Linked DNA regions of Mus musculus: all the other regions are linked to region 4. The links are chromatin contacts, called in public HiCAR-type, HiChIP or PLAC-seq and promoter capture Hi-C maps. All regions are on one chromosome and are shown on one strand. Each heading gives the region's core, a stretch centred on a gene start, on an enhancer-like site or on the middle of the called end of the contact. The rest is flanking DNA. Distances are from core to core; before and after follow the strand shown. Region 1 holds the start of Tent4b (terminal nucleotidyltransferase 4B). Region 2 holds the start of Snx20 (sorting nexin 20). Region 3 holds the start of Trir (telomerase RNA component interacting RNase). Region 4 holds the start of Siah1a (siah E3 ubiquitin protein ligase 1A). Region 5 holds the start of Vps35 (VPS35 retromer complex component).

Region 1 (2,700 bases), core at 176-2,675, 1.5 Mb before region 4:
ACATTCACACACTAACACCAGCACCCCTAAATGAAAACCACTGCTACCTCTGCCACAGTGACAACCTCACAGTGAGAAGCTGCCGACCATGAACTCCTGCAAAGTTCTGTCAGGGCTCAGAAAAGCTCACCATCTATGACAACTTCAAGCTAGCTGTCACTCAGTGCTTTCTGCTCACGACAGACATGGCAAACACTGGCTTTTTTTTTTTTTTTCCTTAAGTAAATATAAAAGATGGGCCAAAGGATCAAGAGCAGGCAGTGTCTTTCAGGGCTGAGGAGATTTTCGTCGTGGACTGGGGGAGGGGAAGGAGCATTCTGGATGTTTCTATTCTTGGCAAGAAGAGCACCTCCTGGTCCTAACATCTAAAGACGCTAAGGCAGAAACGTTCTCAGGAAGTTAACTAGCCCGATGCTAAGGGGCTTCATCTTGGGGTGTGGTGGTGGGGAGCAAGGTGTGGAGGACAGAAAGGGATCAGAGGGCAGGCTGAATTCTAGAGCATAGAAAGATCCAGGAGAAGGACAAGCAAGAATGCATCGGGAAGGTGTGGACAGTTAGGAGAGGAGGAAGGTAGAGATGACTACGAAAAGGAGAGGATAGCTCCACTTTTTCCAAAGGAATTCCAAAGAAAGGTCCACCGAGACTGGTCAAGCTATGAAGGAATGAATGGCCACCGATGCTCTGGAGGCCCCACTGGGGCTCCCCATCCCCCACCCATCATCCCCCCCTCCCGCCTGTGGGCGTGTTCCCCGCTGTGCGGGTGTGCCGACCCTCCAAGACGCAGGCCACGACGCCAGCACTCACCCCACGACTCCCTGGTTGTAGTTCCGTCGCTTCCACGGGGTCCCGCTGTACACGCCCCCGCCGCCGTCCGCCCGTCCGCCTCCGGCCGCGCGCCCTCCGCTGGGCTGCAGCAGGCTGTAGTTGAGTCCGTAGGTGCTGGCCTTGTTGTCACGTTTCCTCTTGTTGCTGCTGCCCGAGGCCGGGTCGGTAGACTCGGAGGCGGGGAGTGCGGCCGCCGGTCGCGGGGACGAGGGAGCCGATGGGACCGGCGACGCCGAGGGGCCCGCCGATGCCCGCCGTGCCCAGGCCGCCGGCTGGTGGTGATTGTTGTTGTTGTTGGTCGTCTCCAGGGGCAGGAAGTCCCGCTGCTCCGCGGGCACGGCGAGGCCGCCCAGTGGGCGCTCCCCCGAGCGGAACATGCCGGCCGGGGCCGGGGCCGTGCCGCCGGGGCTGCCGGGGCCGCTGCCGCTCCCGCCGCTCGCGCTGCTCGCGCCGCTGCTGTGACAGTGGTGGTTGAAGTAGAGGTTCCTCAGCCCCTGGGTCGTCTCCCAGATCTGCATCCACAGACTATTGGACGGTCCGAGCTGCTCTGGCTGGAACCAGGCGATCCTCGGATCCATCAAACGGCGGCGGCCGCTGCCCCCGCCCCTCCCGGCCGCCCGCAGGGCCGCCGCCGCCGCCGCTGCCTCAGGCGCACGCCCGCCCTCGGCCGCCGCCGCCGCTGCCACCCGGGTTCCGCCACGGGCGGCGCGGTAGCGCAGGGAGCCTGGCCGGCGCCGGCGGCGTCGCTCCCGCCCTCGGGGCTCGCAGGCCCTCCCCCCTCCCTCCGCCCCTCCGCCGAGCCCCTGTCACCGGGGTTCCCGTGCAAATGGCGGCGGCGGATCCCGAGAAGGGCGAGCGGCGGCGGCGGTGGTGGCGGCGGCGGCAGCAGCAGCGGCGGCGGCGGCGGCAGCGGCGGCGGCAGCGGGACGCGCCTGCTCCGTAGCGTCCGTGCTGCTCGGCCCCGGGGCGGGGCCTCCGCCGGCTCCGCCCCTCGCTCCGCTCCGCCTGCCCCGCCGCCGCGCTCGCCCCGCCCCGTCCCTGCTGCCAGCCGTCCGCGGGTTCCCCGAGGCCGCACCGCGCGTCACAGAGGCCGCGGCAGGCTGCAGGCAGCGGGGCCGCAACCGCCTGGTCAACCGTCCCGCGCTAGCTTAGCTGGGGTCGCACGTACCTGGGCCTCCGGGCACCTCGGACGCGCGCGCCGCCGCAGGACTCTGTTGCCGCTCAAGCGCCGCCGAGGCACACGAGGCGGCTGCCGACTCCGCGGAAAGTGACTGGTTTGCGCCGCCCACCCCGCTCCGGACCGCCGGCTCCGCCCCTCGGTCCCGGCGCGGCCCCGGGGCTCCTGGCCGCGCGCCGCGCGAGCACGAGAAGGGCGGGCTTCCGCTCAAGGGCCGGGTTAGCACGCGGCTGCACGCGCATCTCGGTTCCGGAGCGGTCTCAGCGGCCTCTGGGTCGCGAGTGCTGGCACCGCTGCCCGGCTGGAGGGCCACACAGCGCGGCTGTTCCAAGGTGCACTTACGAGCTCAAAGCCCCTCAACTTTCATAACTAAGAATACTCGAAGCCTTTTAAACCTAAAATCACACTACCGTTGCGGTTAATGATCGTTTTTCATAGAATGCCCATTTGTGTAGCTTTCTTCTGGCGCGAAAAATAACCAAAAAGGGGGCAGGGGGTGGTTGTCAGTAATTAACATTATCCAGAAGACTAGAACACTTACTGTGCGCATGCTTCAAGCTCGCTGCAAATTCCAGAACCGAGTCCCTGACTGACACTTGAGTTTTGGCTCTGTGCCCAGTTCAATATCCTGGAAAGTTTGGGGTGGTGGTGATTGGTTTTGTTTATTTACTTATTTTGCAAAGGATTAAAAATCTGTT
Region 2 (2,700 bases), core at 106-2,605, 1.9 Mb before region 4:
ATGCACAGTAGTTCTCTCAAGCTCTTGCCAAAACCAAATTCTTATGGATATGTGTGTTCTTGGTATGATAGTGATGGTGGTGCAGAGAGGCAGGATGTTGTACAGAGTCCTGAGCAGAAAGGCAAACGATGAGGATTTTAGTATGCCCTCAGTTGCCAGCCTCACACGCTCAGCATGACACCATTAAGTGTTCTGTACACCTTGACTCATCATAAGCTTCCTGAGGGCCTGTGGGGTTGAAGCAGATGCAAATGAGGGCGAAACCTCTGTGACAGTGAAAAGCAAGATTGATTTAGTTGAGCATGGTAGACAGCATCTATTCATCACAAGATCCTTTCAGTGCAAATGTGAGCCTCGGGAGGAAAAAGAGATTAAGAAGCACATGTACCCAAAGGAACCCTCTCGGCCTATCTTCAGCCATTAACGCAATTCGATAAAAGACAAAGAAGGCAATGGACTCCAACGGAGAAGAGATGGGTGGGAAATAAGCCTGTAAAATGTCTACCATAATTATCCTTTGTGGGACCCAGTGTTGTAAGCTATGAGGTGACACCCCTGCCCACACTGTAGAATGGCTTCAAGAAGTATTAGCCATGCCAAGGGTAGAGAAGGTACAGCCTGGCTCATTCACAGCCAGGGGAGTGCAAGATGTCCACCTGGGCCGTACCCTAGCCTATCCCATGACCTTTCTGTGTCAGGCACTGGCTCCGCATCCCACCAGCTCCATGCACCAAACCTCAGTTCTCCAGCTTGTCAACAGAACACGAAGGGCCCCATTATGCCTAGCTCATAGCTAGGATAATAACTATTAAAAGAATGTATCCCCAAATCCTCATGTTAGACTGAGATCCCTAACATAATGGGTTTGGGAGGTAGGGTCTTCTGAGAGTTGACTGTCATAAGGACAGTCTTCATAAAGGGATTTATGCTGTAACTGTGAAACTGGGGTGCATAAGGTAAGCTTTCTCTTGTCTGTCCACCTCCTACCATGGCATGTCACATGCGGCAGGACAGCCCTCACAGACACTACCAGTGTGCTCTTGCATGTTCCGGATCCAGAGCTATAAACTAAATAAACTTTCGTGTGTGTGATTTTTTTTCCTTCAGTTTATCGTCTTCTGTCATTGCCACAGAAAAGGACTAAAACAAAGGACTTTGAAATGAATTCTCCAAATGCCAGCTATCGTTCGGGTGTCTAATACGTATCAAGCTGCTTAAAGCTGCTGTGAAGTTAAACTGTCCTCCTGTTGGTGGCCTTGACCCACGTGGCCTGTATGATGTACTGCAGATATTTGTCTAGGAGGTTCAATGTACATCTTTCAGCAACCAATAAGCTGGGGCCCCTGAAGGAGATCACTCAGCCCATTTCCTGTTTTCAAAAGGAGAACTCAGGATTGCGGCAGACATTCAGCCATCTAGTTGGACCTTGCAAAAAGAGATCGGACTGGGGCATGTGACTCTCCTGGACCCCGAACCCACAAAGCCTGAAGATCCCAGGTCAGTCAGTGTTTGACCCCAAGCGTAGCTGGCTTCTGCGCCCTGAGACCCAGTGATGTCCTTGAGAGGCCCTCTAGGAACTCCCTGGGTACTGGTTAGGAGGGACCAAGGGTGGTGAGAGTATGGGCTGTCCTTAGAAACTGGGGCCAAACCCACCTCCAACCTCTAAGCCTGACTCCTTTTGCAATGCCAGGCACTGGTCCTGTTCCTGGGAACAAGTCCAGGCTTGTATTTCTCAAAGGGTGGACCCTGTAGCCGAGTAAGAATCCGGAGCCCACCCCAGCTCTGTCTGGGTGTTGTGGGGTAGGCAGCCTGCTTGCCTTAGAGCTCCTAACACTTCCTCTCCCCAGTCCCAGTGGGGATTCTGATGTGCACACCCAACTGAGAGCGCTTCCAGCGGCAAGCTCCACAGAGAAGCACCCAGGGGTCCCATGGTGCTCAGGGCAGGTGGAGCCTTGGCTGGCCCTTCAATGGAGACCTGAGGAGGCTGCCCTACAAAGAAAGGAGACTTAAACTCAAACTCCCGCAGCCAGGGCTGCCGCTCCCTGTCCTTCCTTTCCTTCCTTCCTCCTCCTCTTTGAATGGGTGCCTCTCAGTTCTTCTGTCTTATGGGCAAGGGCTTTTACTATATTCTACCAGATTTTCATTAGCCACCCCCCACAACCTTCCCCCTGCCCCCGAGAAAGGTGGCCTCGGCTCTACAAGTGGCCCTGTGTATGAAGGAGGAGGACTGAAGAGGGCAGGGCCCCTTGAAGTGGGGAACAAGAGCCAAGGCTCCCGGAAAATGAAGATTGTCATGCACAGAAGATAGTAAGGGGTGGAGGGGTGGGAGCCTGCGACTCTGCTCTGTCCTCTGGGCCAAGTCCAGTCCCAACATCTGCAGTGCTTTGTTCTGATGGCTAGAAATCTTTCCCACTGAGGGTGTGGAGTGATAAGGCAGCCCTCAGAACCCTCTGTCCCCAAGGAGCTTAGCAGCTGGGCGTAGTGGCGCAGGCCTTTGATCCCAGCACTTGGGAGGCAGAGGCAGGCAGATTTCTGAGTTCGAGGCCAGCCTGGTCTACAGAGTGAGTTCCAGGACAGCCAGGGCTATACAGAGAAACTCTGTCTCAAAAAACTAAAAAAACAAAAAACCAAGGAGCTTAGCAAAAGGATCAATTGCCCACAGGGGGAAACTGAGGCTTGGATGTGTTTGGGAAACTGTCA
Region 3 (2,700 bases), core at 61-2,560, 1.7 Mb after region 4:
TTGCGTTATAGGATACAGAAGAGCATCCCTGCTATCTACCTATAGATGTCACTAGCATCTCCTCTTAAGAGTTTGACAACCAAAATGTCTACAGACTTTACCAAATACATGAGGATGAAGAGACTTGCTCCCAGTAGAGAACCACTGGTCTTGTTCTTTAAGAGTCTGTTCTGACTTTCCTAGGACCACTTCATGAAATACATCAAAATCTCAATTATTAGAACTACAGAAAATCAGGATAGGCCACCCACACTCCAAACAAACAACGTTCTTTTCTGTCAAAGACACCACCAATAAATACTCAGCACAAGATAAGGTGCTAAATAAATGGACATTAGTTAAATAATAAAGAAAGGAATCGATTGATCTTGCTAAGGCCACAAAGTCGGTGATTTGCTTTTTGTTATTGGTTGGTTGGTTTTGTTTAGTTGGGACAAGGTCTCACTTTTTCGAATTCTCCTCTTCTTGCATCCGGAGTGCTTGTAATACAAGGCGTGTACCACCACGCCCGGCTACGGTCCGTGGTCCGAGTCGAGTCTAACGATTACAGCAGACTCGGGATTTAAATGTGTCTCCTCTTTTTCCCCCACATTATATGTGGGCCTCACTATTCAAAGTCTGGGTACAAATCAAACGGGAATCCTAGCATCTAGGGCCCCCTAACCCCAGAGCGCTGCTTCCAATGCAATTTCCCGGTTCTCAGGTCCCACGAATGAGATCTAAGGATTCCCATTCCCGCCCAGAAACACCTCTGGTCCGGAATCCAGGCTCGAGATTCTCAGCAAGCGACCGGGACCGTCCAGGCAGCCGGGCGGAGGACTGCCTTGGACCATGACGCCCCTTCCCGGGCCCGACTCCCCCAGCCAACGCGGGCCCCGGCGCCCGCCCCCACCCCCGCGGCTCCTTACGAAGCTGAGCGTGGGGCCTGGGCCGCCCTTCCTCTTCGGATTCCCTGGGCCCGCCGCGGCGGAGGCCGGTGGATCGGGTCGCTGCGGGCCCGGGGGTGGCTCCTCCTGCCGCTGCCGCTGCTCCTCCTCCATCTTCCGCTTGAACAGCTCCAGGAAGCTGCCATCGTTGGCAAACAAGTTCACACCGCTGGACACCGGACTCGAGCCCGACACCTCGTCGTCCCCACTCTCGGGTGACGTTCCCGGTCCCGACTCAGCCCATCGGCTCCTGCCGCTGCCCGCCGGGCCGGGCGCCTCCCGACCCGGAGGCTCCGCCCGTCTCCCTCGGGCAGCCATTTTGTGGCCAGATGCCGTGCAAAGGACGTCGGGAAAGGCTCTCAGACCGCGCGCTTGGCGCGGGACTGGCTTCGTCTGGAGCAATGCATGCTGGGAAGAGAGGTCGGAACCCAGAAGCCAACGCAGAGTGGGCGGAGCTTAGGTGGGGCCAAAGGGTTCTGACCTGGCCACCAGGCGATGGAGCCCAGAAGCCGGTCCCTTTCCTTCTGGTCCTCGGTTCCCTAATCCTGCTAGATACGAGTTAGCTAAGCAGCCAGAAGCTCCCCGAGAATGGGACCATCGTTTGGGACCCAGGCCCCCTGTAAGGGCTAAGAGAACAATCCCAGGCAGCCACCAGAACTCTGTAACTGAACGGATCTTGTTTGGAGCCTGTGTTTTCAATTGTCCCTTGGGAACTTGTGTGGCCCCTAACTAGGTCTACAAAGCATATCTAACTTGATACCTCCTATTAGAATGGAAGCATCTCCAGGTTTGACATCTGTCTCTGAAGTTAATCTCTTAGCTTGAAATAAAAATACCGCTGGCAGCGGGGCGTGGTGGCGCACGCCTTTAATCCCAGCACTCAGGAGGCAGAGGCAGGCGGATTTCTGAGTTCGAGGCCAGCCTGGTCTACAAAGTGAGTTCCAGGACAGCCAGGGCTACACAAAGAAACCCTGTCTCGAAAAACCAAAAAGAAAGAAAGAAAGAAAGAAAACCGCTGGCTGCGTGCAGCTAGACACTGCCTGAGATTAGTATTTAAAGAGGCTGGAGCACTAAAATGAAGCCGAACGTATTTCCAGGCTGAGAACCTAAGACTTAATGTTTTGAGCTGCGTACTGCATGAAGGGACTAAGGACCCTTGTATTCTTTCCCAAGGACAGGGACTCGATTAAAATTGCATTTGCTGAACTTGGAGCACACCCAGAGAGAAAGCAGAGTGCCAAGCGCAATAAGAGTTTCAGAAATTAAAGTTCTTTCTACAAGGACGACTTGTTGCAGGAATCATTCCTGCCCAACATGGGAGTTCCGGGAACACAGGGGGAAAGTCTGCATACTCTGCAGCAAATGGAGTCTTTTAATCGACCCTCAGCCAAATAACCAGTTCGTTCGTAATTGGTTTGCGACAGAAACCATGTGGCTCACAACCAACTGGGTAACTGGAGGACCGGAAGAGATGTTGAGGTCCAACACAGAAAGTAAGGGGGAAATGATAATCAGGAAACTGAGCCTATGGAATCAAGAGCTACCTCTGCTCTAACTTCACGCAAAAAGCTTGGCCAGGATGTTTGCCTGGTTGCTAAGGAGAGGTTGACGCCTGCAGGGACTTGAGCGTGACTAGTGGAAGTAAGACAAGATTCATCCAATGAAAAGAGTGCCGCAAGACTCAGGGCCCAATCAGTGAAGAGCAGTAGTCTGGGTCATACCAATATGTCCGCGAGACAGGGGAATCCTTAGAAAACTACAGACAAAAGTTCAC
Region 4 (2,700 bases), core at 5-2,504:
CACTAATATCGACAATCTTCATGAACCTACATAATGCAAGCTCCTTATCTGGCTGTTGAGCTTTGGGGACCAACAGATTTGTAGTATATGGTGCTTTTAACTTAATTAATTTACATTCTCAACTGTTTGGTTGTGCTAATGGTCTCAGAGGAAGGGCTACAGTGAGATACTAGATCGAGAATAGAAATATCAACACAAGCACAGATTACAAATACATTGAGGAAAGCTGAACATTCATTGAGAACAAATTTGAGTTCTGGAAGAGGGCGGAGTTTGTGCTGATGGAAGGCTGAGAGGAGACTTTTCTTCCTTTCTTGAAACCCCATAGAAAAAGTACTTTTCTCACAGCATTGCATTTCTACAGTTCTTCCCTGAAAATCTGCTCAGGATTTGTAAACGCCTTACATTCGGTTAACCTAGTCAGACAGAGGCATCCATGGAAAGACTAACGGGGACTCTGCGAGATGGCTCAGCAGAGGCCCTGCCACCAAGGCTGGCCACTTGCGCTCCACCCCCAGCACTCGCAACTCGTCCTCTGACCTCCACACAATCCCACACCCCAGAATCAAATCTAAAGGTTTCTACCCCTTCACTCGCAACTGGGGACTGAGTCTCAGCCCAGGCAACCACTCCTCACGAAAGCACCCGTAACCCTTGAGATGAGGTCTTCATTTATTTTGGATAAAAGGTCTCCCCGGGAAGTCCCAGAAAACTCTGTATAAACCAGACTGGCCCCAAACTTGTGAAGATCCTGCTTCTGCTTGCCTAGTGCACGGCTCCGTTTTTTAACCTAAAGCAGCAGGGTGGACAGTCCCCAACATCAGCTTCCCAGATGAGTGGGAAAGTGGACTTAAAGGCGTGCTTCTTACTGGCCAGCTTTCAACGAGCCTACCGGGAGGCGCGGCCCTCTTCTCCTCCAGGAGTGGGGTCGTGGAGGCCGCTACAGACCGCGGACCCGGAGAGAGGACGGCGCGAACCCAGTCAATCCCACAGTAACGGCCCGAGACAGCGCAGCCGCCTCGTGGGGATGCTCGGGACGCTGCTCCGGTAACCGAAGCGTCTCGACGCCAACCGCCACCGAGTGCGGGCAGCAGCCGCCAGCCGCTTCTGCGCGTGCGTGGCCGTGGGAAGCCCCGCCCAGCCGGGTTCGGTGCGCGCTCCCGCTCATGGCGGCCGCCGCAGTGTGTGGTACTTAGCGGGCGCGCGCGGCGAGCTCGAGAGCGCGCGGGGCGGCGGCGGCGGCGGCAGGGAAGCCGGGCTGCCGGGCGGGCGCGCTCTCGAGGGCGGCGGCCCAGGGTGTCCCGTCGGTCTCGGTGCCGGGAGAGGTGGAGGCGCGGCCCGCGGTGGCGGCGGTGACGGTGGCGGTGGCGGTGGCGGCGGCGGCAGCTGGCGACCGGGCGCGTTAGACGGGGCCGGGGTCCGCGGCGCGCTCTCCGCCCACAGGTAAGCGGGCGGCCTGGAGGGAGGAGCTGGCCGCGGCCCGGGGAGGGCCGGCGGGTCCCCTCGCGGAGCCGCGGCGCCTTTGTCTCGGCCTCTCCGGGCGGGCCCAGCCGACAGCGGCGGCTCCGGGAGGCGGAGGGCGGGCGGGCGCGCCGAGACTACGGCCCGCGCCCTCGCTCAGTCTTTGTTGTGTGGCCCGGTGTACGGCCAACATGGCGGAGGTCAGCCGCGCGCTTCGCGGGCCGCGGTCGGGCCTTGCCTCGGCGGCTCCGGGAGGGCGGCCTCCCCCGGACCCGCGCCTTTATTGTGCGGGGAAGAACGCAGCCTCCTCCCTTGTTTATGTCGCCACGAGCGAGCGCGCGGACGCCCGCCTGGGCAGCTCCAGCCTTTAAGCCTAAGCCTTGCTCCGCCCAGCTTCCTTTGCGGGATAGTTCGGGGTCCCTCCAAGCTCCCAGATGCAACTTAGTGTGTACGCCCTGGGCCGCTGCGGACCGTCTGTTCCTGGAAAGATACAGAATTTGTTTGCCCTGGCATAAGAGTTACATTTGTGCATTCGGTAAATGAGGCCATGTAGCTGATTTGTCAAAGTCATGGAAGCCCTGAACGTGGATGTAGGACAGGGATCTTACTGCTCTTTCTAGCGTTGAGCATTTACCATTTCTTGCTAGGCTATTGTCCAGGGTGAAATGTTAACTTGTAAAAGCGCTTGGAGCATGGGCTCCGAACTCTGCCCTCCTGCTTTGATTCCAATCCTGCCCCACGGGTTTGTGACCTTGGGCACGATTTTGGTGCTTCATTTTGCTAATCTGCAAAATGGGTCTGATGGAGAGTATTTGTCTCAAGCCTATTGAGAACCGATGAGATGGGAAATAGTTGATGTGCAGAGAGCTCTTAGTAAGTGCTAAGCTATTACAGTAAATGATTACTGCTAAAGGTCCTTGCCTCATAAAATTCGCTTAAGTTATTTTGGCATGGATGCGTTGGAAGTACATAGCCCAAAATGTTTGAAATCGGGTTATATAAAACCGGGTTAGTATTTGGGTTTTACTGTTTTAAGAAATGAAAGGGTTTAGAGGACAGAATGCTATGCTTTGTGAGATGATGGAATTTGGGGATTTGAGCGATAAGGGATGTGAATGCGTGGTGGAATTTGGAAAGTCACTGAAGTTTCCTTTAAGCAGGTTTAGTTTATGGATCAGTTCACTTTCAAGGACTTCAATTACCTAACTTGGAAAAGTAGGACAGTGACTCCCTTTAATT
Region 5 (2,700 bases), core at 154-2,653, 1.4 Mb after region 4:
GCTGTGTCCAAGCGTGTTCCTTGGACATTACCTTTCCTTCTTACATTATTTCAACAAGTATAAAGAATTGGTTCAGGCAGATTAGAGTAAATTAAATCCCTTTCTCTTCCTTAATGACTGATTGGGTCTCAGTTTCGGCGGCTTGTGAAAATAGTTCTGGGTCCCATTGTATTTCCGGTCAGTAGCCCTGGGAATAGACCTACGAACTTTCTACACACTTGCCTGCTGTAGCTTTATTTCCTAAGACAGATCCTACAATGACCCTCCTAATCTCAAGGGCTTCGGAAAATGGAAGCTATTTGGGCCACTCTTACCATATTTTCCCATGCGTGCCACTATTTAATAAATCAGCCCCAACGCCACTGGGCCCTTTCTGGAATTTTTTTTTTTCGATTTTTCGATACAGGGTTTCTCTGTATAGCTCTGGCTGTCCTGGAACTCACTTTGTAGACCAGGCTCGCCTCGAACTTAGAAATCCGCCTGCCTCTGCCTCCCAAGTGCTGGGATTAAAGGCGTGCGCCACCACGCCCGGCCTTTTCTGGAATTCTTACGCCCTGCTCATCACTTCAGCTCTTCACTCTGTACCATAATCTACCTTTCTCTTGCCATCTATAGTGATTTGCACAGGGTCTGCCCTGCAAGGCTGGCTTATCAAGATTATCGAGTCTGAAGGAATGACAAGAGGTCCTCCCCGGCTTTTCCGACCACAGTGTATCCAACAGAGCTAGAGTGCTTCAAGGACGACTATATACGTCCTCTCAAACCATCTTCTACAAGCCAACAACAGTTTTTCTTGATGTTGGGCCCGAGTCTCGCCCAGACCAGTGTGCGGTCATTCCCTCATCGCCAGTCCCTCATCCGACGCTGCCTTGGGAGGACCCAGGGCCGCAGTCTGGGACGTCTACCCGCACACACGGCCACACTCACCTCAGTACACTCGGCTCCGCAAGGCCGAGACGCGGGGCGAGGCGGCGTACCAGCTCCGACTCCATCGCTGGAAGAAATGCGCGCCAAGAGCAATGCGCGCGCAGATTGTCAGAGGGTTAAGACCCACCCCCGGCGCGTCCAGATTGGTTGCGACCAGAGGTTGAGACCGTTCCACACACCAATCCTGGTCATCCTTCTACGCATGTGCACACGATGAGGCGCGGGCCCAGGCGAAGTGGACGCGCAGAAGGTTCTCTCGCTGCCCTTCCTCGGCCGCGGATCTCCTTAACTAAGGCTTCCCTTCCTGCTGTCCCTAGTTCGCCGCAGCGTTGTACTATTCTCGCCCCGCCCCGTCCACTATACACCGCCGGCTGCCCATTCTCCCCAAACTACGCGAGATTTTAAGTGGGCCAATCGAAAAGCCGCTTCTATCCAAGGGCGGGGCTAGAGAGGGCGGGGCTCGCAAGGCTCGGTCACCTGACGGCGGGCGGCTCCGGCGGGGTAGGCGCTGCTGCTTGTGGTCCCCGGAGTCGCCATGGTGAGTGAGGGGAAGCGGTGGGCCTGGGTTGCCGAGTCGCAGTCCACGTTTTCCTTCGGCGGACAGGAGCCTTGCTGGCGGAGTAGGAGGCCCTGCATTTCGATCGAGGCCGGTCCGGTCCAGGCTGGGCCTGCGGGCTTGGCACGGGCTGAGGAAGGCCGCGTTAGGCTGCGGTGGGCTGCGGTGGGCGGTGGCGCAGAATTTGGTCGTTACCCCGAGACCAGGAGCCTCCCTTAGGGGTGTCGCGGGCTGCAGGTTCTGGGTGTCGGTGGAGGCCTGCGTCAGACTCTTGTACGGAACGGCCACCTTCCCTCTGAGAGTCGGACTCCCGGGTCTGTGCGGAGTTGGGACAGTGAGGAGCCCCCGAGCTTCTGAGCTGGCGCCGTAGCTGGGTCGCGCCCAGATGGTGCATTTCCAGCTTTGTACTCAGCTGTCCTCGGGGGTCCCATTGCCTTTTCTCTGCTGGAAATATCCTTGGGGGGGGGGCGCAGTGGTCTCCCGGCCTTCCGTGGCCGCAGAGCCCCCTTCATCTTGCAGCGCCTGTCAGCGAATTCTAGGGACCTGCTCACGTGAGTTTCCCGAAGGACTCCTGCTTTCTTTTCATTGAGCCCAACCATCAGATAGGAGACAGGTCTCCGTTTCGCATTTGCTCTCTGAGGATTCTAACTCACTTGCTGGAAGCAGTCATTCAAAGGTTTCTCCGCGACGATAGCATGTCGTGATGCTTTGTGGCACTAGCCTTATAAACAGGAACTTCCGCAAAATTCGGATCCTGTTTTCCACAGGGCAAGTTGTCACTTGCGTTATACGAGCATTTGCTGTAGTATGAACAGGTAGTGGTTTTGGATGTGCTATGCTTATGTCCTTTTTTTTTAATTTCAATATTCATTCTTTGTATTGATAATTCTATGTGCCACTGCACATACTTCACTTTAAGTGTGTTAATAGGAAAAACCAGCATTAAATCTTTTTGTTGATTTTTTTTTTCCTTTTTTTTGGAATGGACCTTTATGATGATCTTGCTAGACTCCGATCAGCTTGGTATTTATGTCATCTTTGGTTCTGGCTGGCTGAGTTCTGAGCGTTTGTTCCCGTAATTTGATAAATATTTGATGTATATTTAATATAATATATTGCCTTACAAGATGTTTTCCCCCCTCGGAACTTTGTACAATTGAGATTTGGCACATGACTGGTGTGAAGTTTAACTTTTTTGTTTTTCAACACTTACTGGT

Evidence for each region. HiCAR-type assays count read pairs that join an accessible place to other places. HiChIP or PLAC-seq counts read pairs in DNA pulled down with a chosen protein or histone mark. Capture Hi-C pulls out chosen DNA fragments and counts their contacts.
Region 1: a promoter capture Hi-C map of liver shows a contact between it and region 4, with 5 times the contacts expected there. The contact joins the promoter of Tent4b here to the promoter of Siah1a in region 4. A contact is called at or near these places in 2 of 39 promoter capture datasets (the C10 cell line and embryonic stem cells), 2 of 484 Hi-C or Micro-C datasets (the G1E-ER4 cell line and embryonic stem cells), 2 of 115 datasets of contacts at active chromatin or transcription factors (astrocytes and pancreatic cancer cells) and 1 of 9 other capture datasets (liver).
Region 2: an H3K27ac HiChIP or PLAC-seq map of bone marrow-derived dendritic cells shows a contact between it and region 4, with 4 times the contacts expected there. The contact joins the promoter of Snx20 here to the promoter of Siah1a in region 4. A contact is called at or near these places in 1 of 39 promoter capture datasets (liver) and 1 of 115 datasets of contacts at active chromatin or transcription factors (bone marrow-derived dendritic cells).
Region 3: a contact with region 4 is called in a HiCAR-type map of astrocytes, with 2.6 times the contacts expected there. The contact joins the promoter of Trir here to the promoter of Siah1a in region 4. A contact is called at or near these places in 5 of 39 promoter capture datasets (3T3-L1-derived adipocytes, the C10 cell line, hippocampal neurons and 2 more) and 1 of 115 datasets of contacts at active chromatin or transcription factors (astrocytes).
Region 5: a HiCAR-type map of astrocytes shows a contact between it and region 4, with 4 times the contacts expected there. The contact joins the promoter of Vps35 here to the promoter of Siah1a in region 4. A contact is called at or near these places in 4 of 39 promoter capture datasets (embryonic stem cells, hippocampal neurons, pre-B cells and 1 more), 2 of 115 datasets of contacts at active chromatin or transcription factors (astrocytes and large pre-B cells) and 2 of 9 other capture datasets (adipose tissue and embryonic stem cells).

What each region holds. Positions count from the first base shown.
Region 1 is chr8:88,198,607-88,201,306 of GRCm38.p6, reverse strand. It overlaps Tent4b (terminal nucleotidyltransferase 4B), which reads right to left and starts at 1,425. Exons shown (of 12, transcript NM_001372333.1): 1 at 805-1,425. The coding sequence starts at 1,403.
Region 2 is chr8:88,634,783-88,637,482 of GRCm38.p6, reverse strand. It overlaps Snx20 (sorting nexin 20), which reads left to right and starts at 1,355. Exons shown (of 4, transcript NM_027840.3): 1 at 1,355-1,497.
Region 3 is chr8:85,025,443-85,028,142 of GRCm38.p6, reverse strand. It overlaps Trir (telomerase RNA component interacting RNase), which reads right to left and starts at 1,310. Exons shown (of 3, transcript NM_026760.3): 1 at 909-1,310. The coding sequence starts at 1,244.
Region 4 is chr8:86,744,560-86,747,259 of GRCm38.p6, reverse strand. Siah1a (siah E3 ubiquitin protein ligase 1A) reads left to right here and starts at 1,254. Exons shown (of 2, transcript NM_009172.2): 1 at 1,254-1,443. It overlaps Gm10638 (predicted gene 10638), which reads right to left and starts at 1,561. Exons shown (of 1, transcript NR_027829.1): 1 at 200-1,561.
Region 5 is chr8:85,298,220-85,300,919 of GRCm38.p6, reverse strand. It overlaps Vps35 (VPS35 retromer complex component), which reads left to right and starts at 1,403. Exons shown (of 17, transcript NM_022997.5): 1 at 1,403-1,465. The coding sequence starts at 1,463. Orc6 (origin recognition complex, subunit 6) reads right to left here and starts at 1,288. Exons shown (of 7, transcript NM_019716.2): 1 at 928-1,288. The coding sequence starts at 992.